Linked DNA regions of Sus scrofa: all the other regions are linked to region 3. A link is a contact called in public promoter capture Hi-C data. All regions are on one chromosome and are shown on one strand. Each heading gives the region's core, a stretch centred on a gene start, on an enhancer-like site or on the middle of the called end of the contact. The rest is flanking DNA. Distances are from core to core; before and after follow the strand shown.

Region 1 (2,718 bases), core at 188-2,687, 420 kb before region 3:
AAGCCAAAGCATTATATCACCTAGGATACTACATGTTACAGATCTATCCTTCTATAGTTTAACACTGTATCAATTGTGCAGATTGCTAAAGTTTTACAAACGTCTCCTAGATACACAAGTAACAAATTCAAGGCAGCTGCCTCAAGGTGCAATGCTTTTCTGAAGTGAGATGAAAAAAAAATACTCGAATTCAAAGTTTTCAGTATCTGAGAAACTGATCTTTTTAGCTTTGTTCGCAAAAGAAAACAGATTTTCAATTTTCCACAGAGCTGTTCACCATGGCAGATTACCAATGACGGACATTCAAGCCACATGGAACTTAATTTTTGAAAATAAACTCAAAACTCTAGCAATGCTTATCTAAAGAATGTCATTGATATTCAGTAGGTAATAGTTAAATTACCTCAAAATTAGTTTATGACAATTCATTAATACATATTTTTAAAAGTATAGAGAAAAATACTAAAGTAGAGCTCATCACCTCTCAACAGATGTTATAAACTGTTTTATTCTCCCTCTTACCAGTAGGGAAAGCACAGATCACTCCCAAAGAGCCAACTCTACAGCCAGTCCTTCAGTTAAGAGTAATAATCATAAGTGCAGACCTGATGGGAAAACAGTTTTCAAGCCTTAAGTCTAAAATTGGGTTACTTACTGTCCAGGGAAATCTTTTATCCTTACTGACGTCCGGGATATTCAGTGGTTCCATAGTATTTTTGACATACTGAGCATACATGTAATTGATTCTGTTTGTATCACGATCCCTGTAGAAATAACAGAGATGAGTTCTTTCCGCGCCGTGAAGAAACATAGGCAAAACAGAGTCACATAGATGATTACAAGAGAAAAATATCAGTCTGAAATTAGAGCACAAGATGTACATCTTAATTGGAATATGCAGGTTTAAACATATTCGATGATTTGCAACTTTGGTAGTTACTGTTGTTGAAGTTTTTTGAAAAAAGAAAAAGGACCCACAATACTTCAACTGTCTAAAACAAGTTTTAAAATGTCATAGTATTTTATTACCACTGTTAATGGGTATGTTGATTTTTATAACATATAATGTAAAACGCATATGAATTTTCCCCATGTCTTATTTTCTCATCAGATTGTAGAACGACTAGTCTAGTGCTTATTTTACTTCCTCAATTATTTACTTAATCTGTTCATTCCAATAGAACAATATTTTACATATTTCAGACCAAAGGAAAAATTGAGCAGGCTTAGAATAATTTTATTAAGCTCTTTTCTCTTCTTTTTTCTGCTTTGAGGTCCTTTATGCCACTTTGTTAAATTAAAACGTTTCTGAATTCACACTGTTTTCCCAGCTTTTTCTCTAGTTTCTTGCTTAATAGGTTGAACATAAAACATTAACCCGAGGTCAGAGGGTTCATAAGTGCAATGCCAGTGCTGGTGTCGGGAAAACAGAACAGAGCATGTCTTTCCCTCAGGAACTGTCCTGTGTTCCCTGGTGATGGGGATGAATTCAGCAGAGGGTCAGGTTATGGAAATTTACTCCAGCTTTAAGGATATGCCTATTAACTGTAAGATCATGAACTGAAAAACAGGAAAGTCTAATAGCGGGAGACATTTCAAAGTAAAATATGTGCCTCAGGAAAAACATCCACTGTTCTGAGTTCTCAAAGTTCCAGTCTTTTCCTACCTTCCATCCCTCTCTCCCTATGTGCCTGAATTGCTTCCAGGACAGTGGTTTCAAATGAGCACGAGTGACTCCACAAAGACTCCTGAAGTTGTGGCCTCATTCCTGGCCAAGATATTTTAGTCTCCTTTTTTTGCTGTATATTTTAGATGAAGACGAATTTGGTCAAATCAGGTACTAACTATATATCCAGTGTTTTATATATATATATATGAAAAAAGAATGGAAGGGACATGACAATAGTAGCAGGAAGAGATGAACTTCAGACTGAACATTTACTGAGCCTCAAATGATAATCTGTGAAGGCCTGCAGAATGTCATACTAATCAGACCTAGGATACTCCTGGATTCCGACTTCATACATATTATCTTGGTGGAATCTTAGGAAAAGATTTTACGTGCAGGATTTAGGTTAACGAAACTACTTTAAAACCACAAATATTTCATGGACAGCAAAAGTTTCAAGAAGAGAAAATAAGCTATAGTGAAGATAAGAAAAATGAAAAGGTAGTTATGAAGGGAAAGAAGTACACTGGCAAACATACCTTTGTCCAAATCTCTTTTAAAGTGATGTTGATAATGATAGTAATAACAAAAACAACTTATTATTCTTATCATCATCATTATGCCAACAATGGGAGTCAGACGAAATCCAGGTAAGCAATTGGCAGAGATTACAAATTCAGACTCAAAGGTACTGACACAGAGAAGCAGAAGTATTTAAATTACTTTTTAAATCAATAGAAACCTAATTCTCTTTTAAAAATGATTTCTATTTTTTCCATCATAGCTGGTTTACAGTGTTCTGTCAGTTTTCTACTGTACAGCAAGGTGACCCAGTCACACATACATATATACATTCTTTTTCTCACTTTATCACGAAACCTAATTCTTTTCTTCAATTTCTTGAAAATTTTGTTTTCTTGATGGTTAGGAAAAATTAGCATTAGGTTTATTAAGGTTATGTAATGCCATCTTATTTCTTACTCTGTAAATAAAAATCACTGATAAGTTCTTAGCTCCTGCCTTTGGTAACAAAAGACAGAGCACCTGTT
Region 2 (2,700 bases), core at 186-2,685, 400 kb before region 3:
AAAGGGTGTAATGTCTATCCAAGGTAACATAAGACAGTGAAAGATGAGAGTTACCGTCGTGGCACAGAACGAATCCGACTAGAAACCATGAGGTTTCGGGTTCAGATCCCTGGCCTCGCTCAGTGGATTAAGGATCTGGCATTGCTGTGGCTGTGGTGTAGGCCAGCAGCAACAGCTCTGATTAGACCCCTAGCCTAGGAACCTCCATATGCCGCCAGTGCAGCCCTATAAAGACAAAGACCAAAAAAAAAAAAAAAAAGAAAGAAAGAAAAACAGGAGTTCCCGTCGTGGCACAGTGGTTAATGAATCCGACTAGGAACCATGAGGTTGCAGGTTTGATCCCTGCCCTTGCTCAGTGGGTTAAGGATCTGGCGTTGCCATGAGCTGTGGTGTAGGTCGCAGACGCAGCTCGGATCCTGCGTTGCTGTGGCTCTGGCGTAGGCTGGCGGCTACAGCTCCGATTAGATCCCTAGCCTGGGAACCTCCATATGCCGCGGGAGCGGCCCAAGAAATGGCAAAAAGACAAAAAAAAAAAAAAAAAAAAAAAAAAAAAAAAAAAAAAAAAAAAAAAAAGAAAAGAAAAGAAAAGAAAGAAAAACAACAAGACAGTGAAAGACTAAAGACTTTGATGTTCTGAATTTCAAGGATCTAAGCAAAACTAGCACCCCTGCCCTCTGTGTGTCGATAGAGTCTTTCCTTCTTCTACCATCTATTTGCTCCTTTAAACCAATCAATGTATTTTCTTCAAGTAATGAACTGCTAACCATAGGTTTTTAAATGTCAGTTTTCAAAGACAGCTTTTATGGCAAGCATTTGTCAGACCTCATATCTGAAAGACAAAGCCCCCCAAAATGTTAGCTTCCGTATCAGAAGCCCAATCACTTCTGCCTTCCTTCTGGCTACATGCAGGGACCCTCAGACACCAATGCTCTATGCTATTTTTTCTTTTAAAGCACAAAGAAACTTCCCTGTTTTCTGTTTCACTGGCACATTTCATAGCGTAAATGAATATTATGTCCTCACAAGGTCAAGTGTTCTTTTAGGAATGCAAAGGCCAAGACTTGACTTTCACTGGGTGAGCAGTGAGGAATGTGACAGCTGGTCGCTTCAGGGGCAAGTGATCATTGCCACAGTGAGCAGTTCCTTCTTCAATCAGCAGCTGCCCCGGACCCTTACTGAGGCCACACGTCAATCCCAATACATTTCCCTGTGTCTCATACCAGGGTATGATCAGCAGGGGGAAAAGGAACAGGATCCTCAAATCTTAACTACCCTCTCCCCCATACACAGAATGTCTCTATTACAATGACAGGATTCTAAAGCATCTATGATTTGAGCCGAAAACCTTACTTCACCAAGCAGATGAGAACTCACGTAGACAGGAGCCAGTGGAGAATTCTCCCCAGTGCTCCTGTCAAACTTTTCCTGAACTTGTTCATTCATTTGGTAACAAATACATTTTATTCAACAACTAATTAATGAGCACCTAGTACGTACCAGTCACTGTTCTAGACAATGAAGACAACACAGTAGTGAACAAGACAGATATAACTCCCTGTAACTCACAGAGCTGACATTCTAGTCAGTGTTGTGCTTGGAAGGGAATCCCACCCCCATCCTCTTGCCCACCCCTATTTCACAGACAAAATGAAATGGAGAGGGTTCACATGACCAATCTGGGCTTTTTCACCTCGCTTCCAAATCTTAGGCAATCAGCAAATTATGGTCATATTCCATGTGGTAGGCAAAATAATGGCCTCCAAAGATGTCTACATCTTAATCCCTGGAATCTATGATTATGCTGCCTAAATGACAAAACAAACCTGCAGATGTGACTGAGGACCTGGAGATGGGAGGATTATTCTGAATCATCTGGGTGGGCCCAATGTCATCACAAGAATCCTTATAATCGACAGTGGAAGATAAGAGAGTCAGAGTCAGAGATTTCAAAATGCACCTGCAGGTTGTGAAGATGAGGAAGCGGCCATAAGCCAAGTGATGTGAGCAGCCCACGGAAGCAGGAAAAGGTAAGAGTATAGATCCTTCCTTAGAGATTCCACTGAGAACTGTTTTGGACTCTGATCTCCAAAACTGTAATACATTTATTTGTGTTGTTTTGAGTCACTAAATTTCCAGTAGTTTTTAAGAGCAGCAATAAGAAACGAATACATTCCATTAGAATTACTCTCGCATGCTCCCGTTCCTTTTTCACTCTTCCTCATGCATATAGTATCTTGCGTTTCACCATCTAAATCCTTACTTTCTTTCAAAGCCCTGACACCTCATTGCTAATTGTTTTCTTGCCTTCAGTCCATCTGTGACACTTATACCAAATTTATCTTCTTGGAATACTGCTTTGCACATACAGATTATCTCATTACTCAAAGCTTTTAATGACTTCATCCATCCATCTACAGGATGAAAATTGAAGACTCAGATTCCATACACTCAATTTAAACTAAAATGACTTACATGAGTCTTTGAATTAAAATGCAACAATGACCTTTGTTCATGTCCTTCCTTGAAATATCACCTTCCGCTTTCTCCACTGAGGCTGAGTATCCAAAAAGCTTCTCTTCAAACTCCTCTGTAACTCTGTGTAGCAGCTGTGTATACCATACATCTGACAATGAGGTATTCTCATCTTTAACCTCATTTTCTACTCACATATTAAATCCCCAACTAGATTGTTTTCTAAGG
Region 3 (2,891 bases), core at 193-2,692:
TTTCTAAAGGAGTTGATGGGAATTGTTTCATTAAGCCGTATCGCGTTCCTAACATGAAAATATTCAGCCCACTCAAAATGGGGTAAAGATGGGACTTCTTTTTGATTTATTTTCTTCCTCCCAGTTATTTCACTATATTTGAGATGGTAGTGTGTTTTACACCACCAGGTATACAGATGAAAAATGACCAGCAAGCTGCTAGAAAATGGATCCTAGAATGCTGGCAAAACTCAAAACTGTTTCCAACAATGAAATACCTTTTAGTTGTTCCACCACATTATTTAGGTATTTTATGAGCTCAGGATCAGTAGTTACAAGCAAGGTAAGTCCGTATTTCTGTACTCGAGTAAAGGTTTCAGATGGATATATGCCACGCTGATATAAAATGCTGTTGATGCCAAACGCTGAAAACAAAAGAAATGTTAAAAGTCATTTTCATTTTGTAATTCTGAGAAATAAAACATATTTAGTCATGTGGCTATGGTTTCATTAATGGTGTAAAGCTGTAAATGTTTAAACACGCGTTTGTGTTTTGCTCAAAGGTACAAAGTGAAATTAAAAAGCTTTAAAATTTTGCTTCTAAACAAAAAAGTGGTATCTGCATTTAAGTGGCAATAAAAGAAACATGGCAAACTGCATTTATCTACCAGTGCCAAATTTCATTTCATTGTAAAACAATTCTAAATTCAGACTTTATGGTTAGAGGATGTCAAAAGAAGCAACTGAGTCGTCCAACGCCCAGGCAATCCTCTCCTTTTTTTCCTCCTTTTCTTCTCACAAGTCCTGCCAGGTTCTATCAGAAGGTGCAACTGGCCTGGTCCAGAAGAACGCCTCCCCAAGTCTAGCCCATTACCGTCAATCCTGATTCACCTCGGGGTGGGTATGGGGTTTGCTCCCGGCTAAGCGGTTATATCGCCAGGCAGGCCTCAGCAGAACCTAGGCCGCCTCCTCCACCATTAGCAACGCATCCGGAAGAGGCGCCTGCATCCGCCTCTTCCAGATCCCTCCTGCCTGGCAGTACGCTGAGACTGAGAGGGCTCGGATTCGCGTCCGCTCTGACCCAATGGGTTCTCCCCGCCACCGTACCGAGCCGCGGGCCTACTTGGCGGCCTGGGCACAGTTCTCCCCGCTCTCCGGCCTGCGCGAGAAGGACTTACAGAAGAACTCCGCCACGATTTCGGCGCTCCCGCGCAGGGTAATGCCTTGCTCCCGGGAGAGCTGCAGCGCCATGGCCAGGCCCACGGATGAAGAGACGCGCTTTCACGCGGCAACCAGCCACACCAGTGACTTCCAGAGTAGTTCCCCGCCACCGGTTTCAAAAGTAACGACGCAGGACGCCGTCGACTCTTTCGCGCAGGCGCAACGAGCCTTTAGGCCCCGCCCTTACACCACGGGGTCTGGCTTGTTTTCTCCTTCCTCGCGTAGCCGCTCTTCGCGCCTGCGCAGTGGGTGGACGTGCTCACGCTGTTGAGTCGTTGCGTCGCGGTGGGTTCCTTGTGGAACTCCTGCGGTAGTTGGTTGGCTAGCTGGGGGCTTGCGGCAAAGACGGTATATCGCGGTTTTAGTGGCCGCGCCTTGAGTCTTCAGGCAGAAGGGGTAAGGAGCACAACTCCTGAGTTTGAAAGATATTTTGAAAATGCTCCGATCTGTCTGCTAGCTGTACCTTAAGTAGCCCCAGTGATTCTTAGTGGGCGGGCGGAACTCCTCAGATGCTTTGGGAGTTTCTAAAGCTACTGCGTGCGCACCACAGTTTTATTAGAGACCCTGATTACTTGTGGGCGCGCGGCTTTTCCTGAGAAATTGGTTTAGGGATTAAAGGGATGAACTGCGTCCATTCTTCTTTCCCTTGTCTGTTCTGGGCAAAGCTCACGTCTACTCCTCACCCCGACCCTCTGCTAGGCTCAGTCTGGGGGCAGCCTGAGGCTGTCTCTGATGGTCCAGCTTGCACTCTGCACCCCGCCATCCTTCGGCGACTGGTCAGGAGTAAGGTCACTTCACCAAAAAGGCCTTTCAACACTGAAGAACTTTTCCGTGAATTTTGAATTTTATTGTTAGGATGAGAAGTACTAAAGAGATAGCGCGCAACTAATGTGCATGTCAGTTGTTTTGAAACAAGTTTATTCTTAAAGTGGGTAGAAAAAATGTAAAATGAAATCTGAAAAACTTAACCACCTTACATAATGTTATTTAATTGTATGAAAAAATGCCTGAGTGTATTAGTTTTCTATTGCTGCATAATAAATTACCACAAATGAGTGGCTTAAAACAACACCCATTTATTATCAGTCCTTCAGTCAGGAGCATGGCGTGGCATAGGTGAGTTCTCTACTGTAGTCTTCACAAGTTTGAAATAAGGGTATTTGTCTGCAAGTGGGATCTTACCTAAAATCAGGGGTCCTCTTCTGAGGCCCTTGGTTCTTGGTAGACTTAATATCCTTGTTCTTGGACTGATGTCCTCACTGGCTTGCCAGCTGTTGGCAGAGGCCAGTCTTGTGCTTTTGCCAGGTAGCCCTTCCATAAATCTCAGGCTTCCAGTCTCTGACTTCTGGGAGGTCCCTTTTAAAGGCTCAAGTGATTAGGTCAGACCCAGTCAGATAATTTCCTCTTTGATGAACTTAATCCTCAAAGTGATAACTCCTAATAATCACTACTCTGGCCACACTAAAGTGGAGGGATTCTATAGGATAGGCTCCCTGGAGGCCACAAATTTTGAGGACGCCCTTAGAACTCTGCCTATTCAGTGTTATATATCAAAACTTGATCAGTTTAAAGACTGAAACAGGTATAATATGTAATAAGTTGATTTGATCCAATAACATTTTCCTTACATCCTTTAGTTTCTGTGGTACAAGTGTGTGTGTGTTTAAATCACCGTCTTTTCATTCCTTCCA

What was found. Promoter capture Hi-C pulls out the DNA fragments that hold promoters and counts their contacts.
Region 1: a contact with region 3 is called in a promoter capture Hi-C map of liver, with 5 times the contacts expected there. The contact joins the enhancer-like site here to the promoter of MAD2L1 in region 3. A contact is called at or near these places in 3 of 5 promoter capture datasets (fetal skeletal muscle and liver) and 6 of 47 Hi-C or Micro-C datasets (adipocytes, embryonic fibroblasts, fetal heart ventricle and 3 more).
Region 2: a promoter capture Hi-C map of fetal skeletal muscle shows a contact between it and region 3, with 2.7 times the contacts expected there. The contact joins the enhancer-like site here to the promoter of MAD2L1 in region 3. A contact is called at or near these places in 3 of 5 promoter capture datasets (fetal skeletal muscle and liver) and 6 of 47 Hi-C or Micro-C datasets (adipocytes, embryonic fibroblasts, fetal heart ventricle and 3 more).

What each region holds. Positions count from the first base shown.
Region 1 is chr8:104,346,385-104,349,102 of Sscrofa11.1, reverse strand. PDE5A (cGMP-specific 3',5'-cyclic phosphodiesterase) reads right to left here. Exons shown (of 22, transcript XM_021101648.1): 8 at 656-764. Among named protein-coding and RNA genes, the nearest start is that of PDE5A, 77 kb to the right of the region's middle. Within about 2 kb of position 1,437, at least 4 of the 83 cell types and tissues checked have an H3K27ac peak or open chromatin away from gene starts, as enhancers often do. A contact at or near this core is called in liver, where this site is marked.
Region 2 is chr8:104,321,361-104,324,060 of Sscrofa11.1, reverse strand. All of the region lies in intron 3 of PDE5A (cGMP-specific 3',5'-cyclic phosphodiesterase), which reads right to left. Among named protein-coding and RNA genes, the nearest start is that of PDE5A, 52 kb to the right of the region's middle. Within about 2 kb of position 1,435, at least 3 of the 83 cell types and tissues checked have an H3K27ac peak or open chromatin away from gene starts, as enhancers often do. A contact at or near this core is called in fetal skeletal muscle, where this site is marked.
Region 3 is chr8:103,925,909-103,928,799 of Sscrofa11.1, reverse strand. MAD2L1 (mitotic spindle assembly checkpoint protein MAD2A) reads right to left here and starts at 1,442. Exons shown (of 5, transcript XM_003129223.4): 1 at 1,158-1,442; 2 at 258-404. The coding sequence starts at 1,230.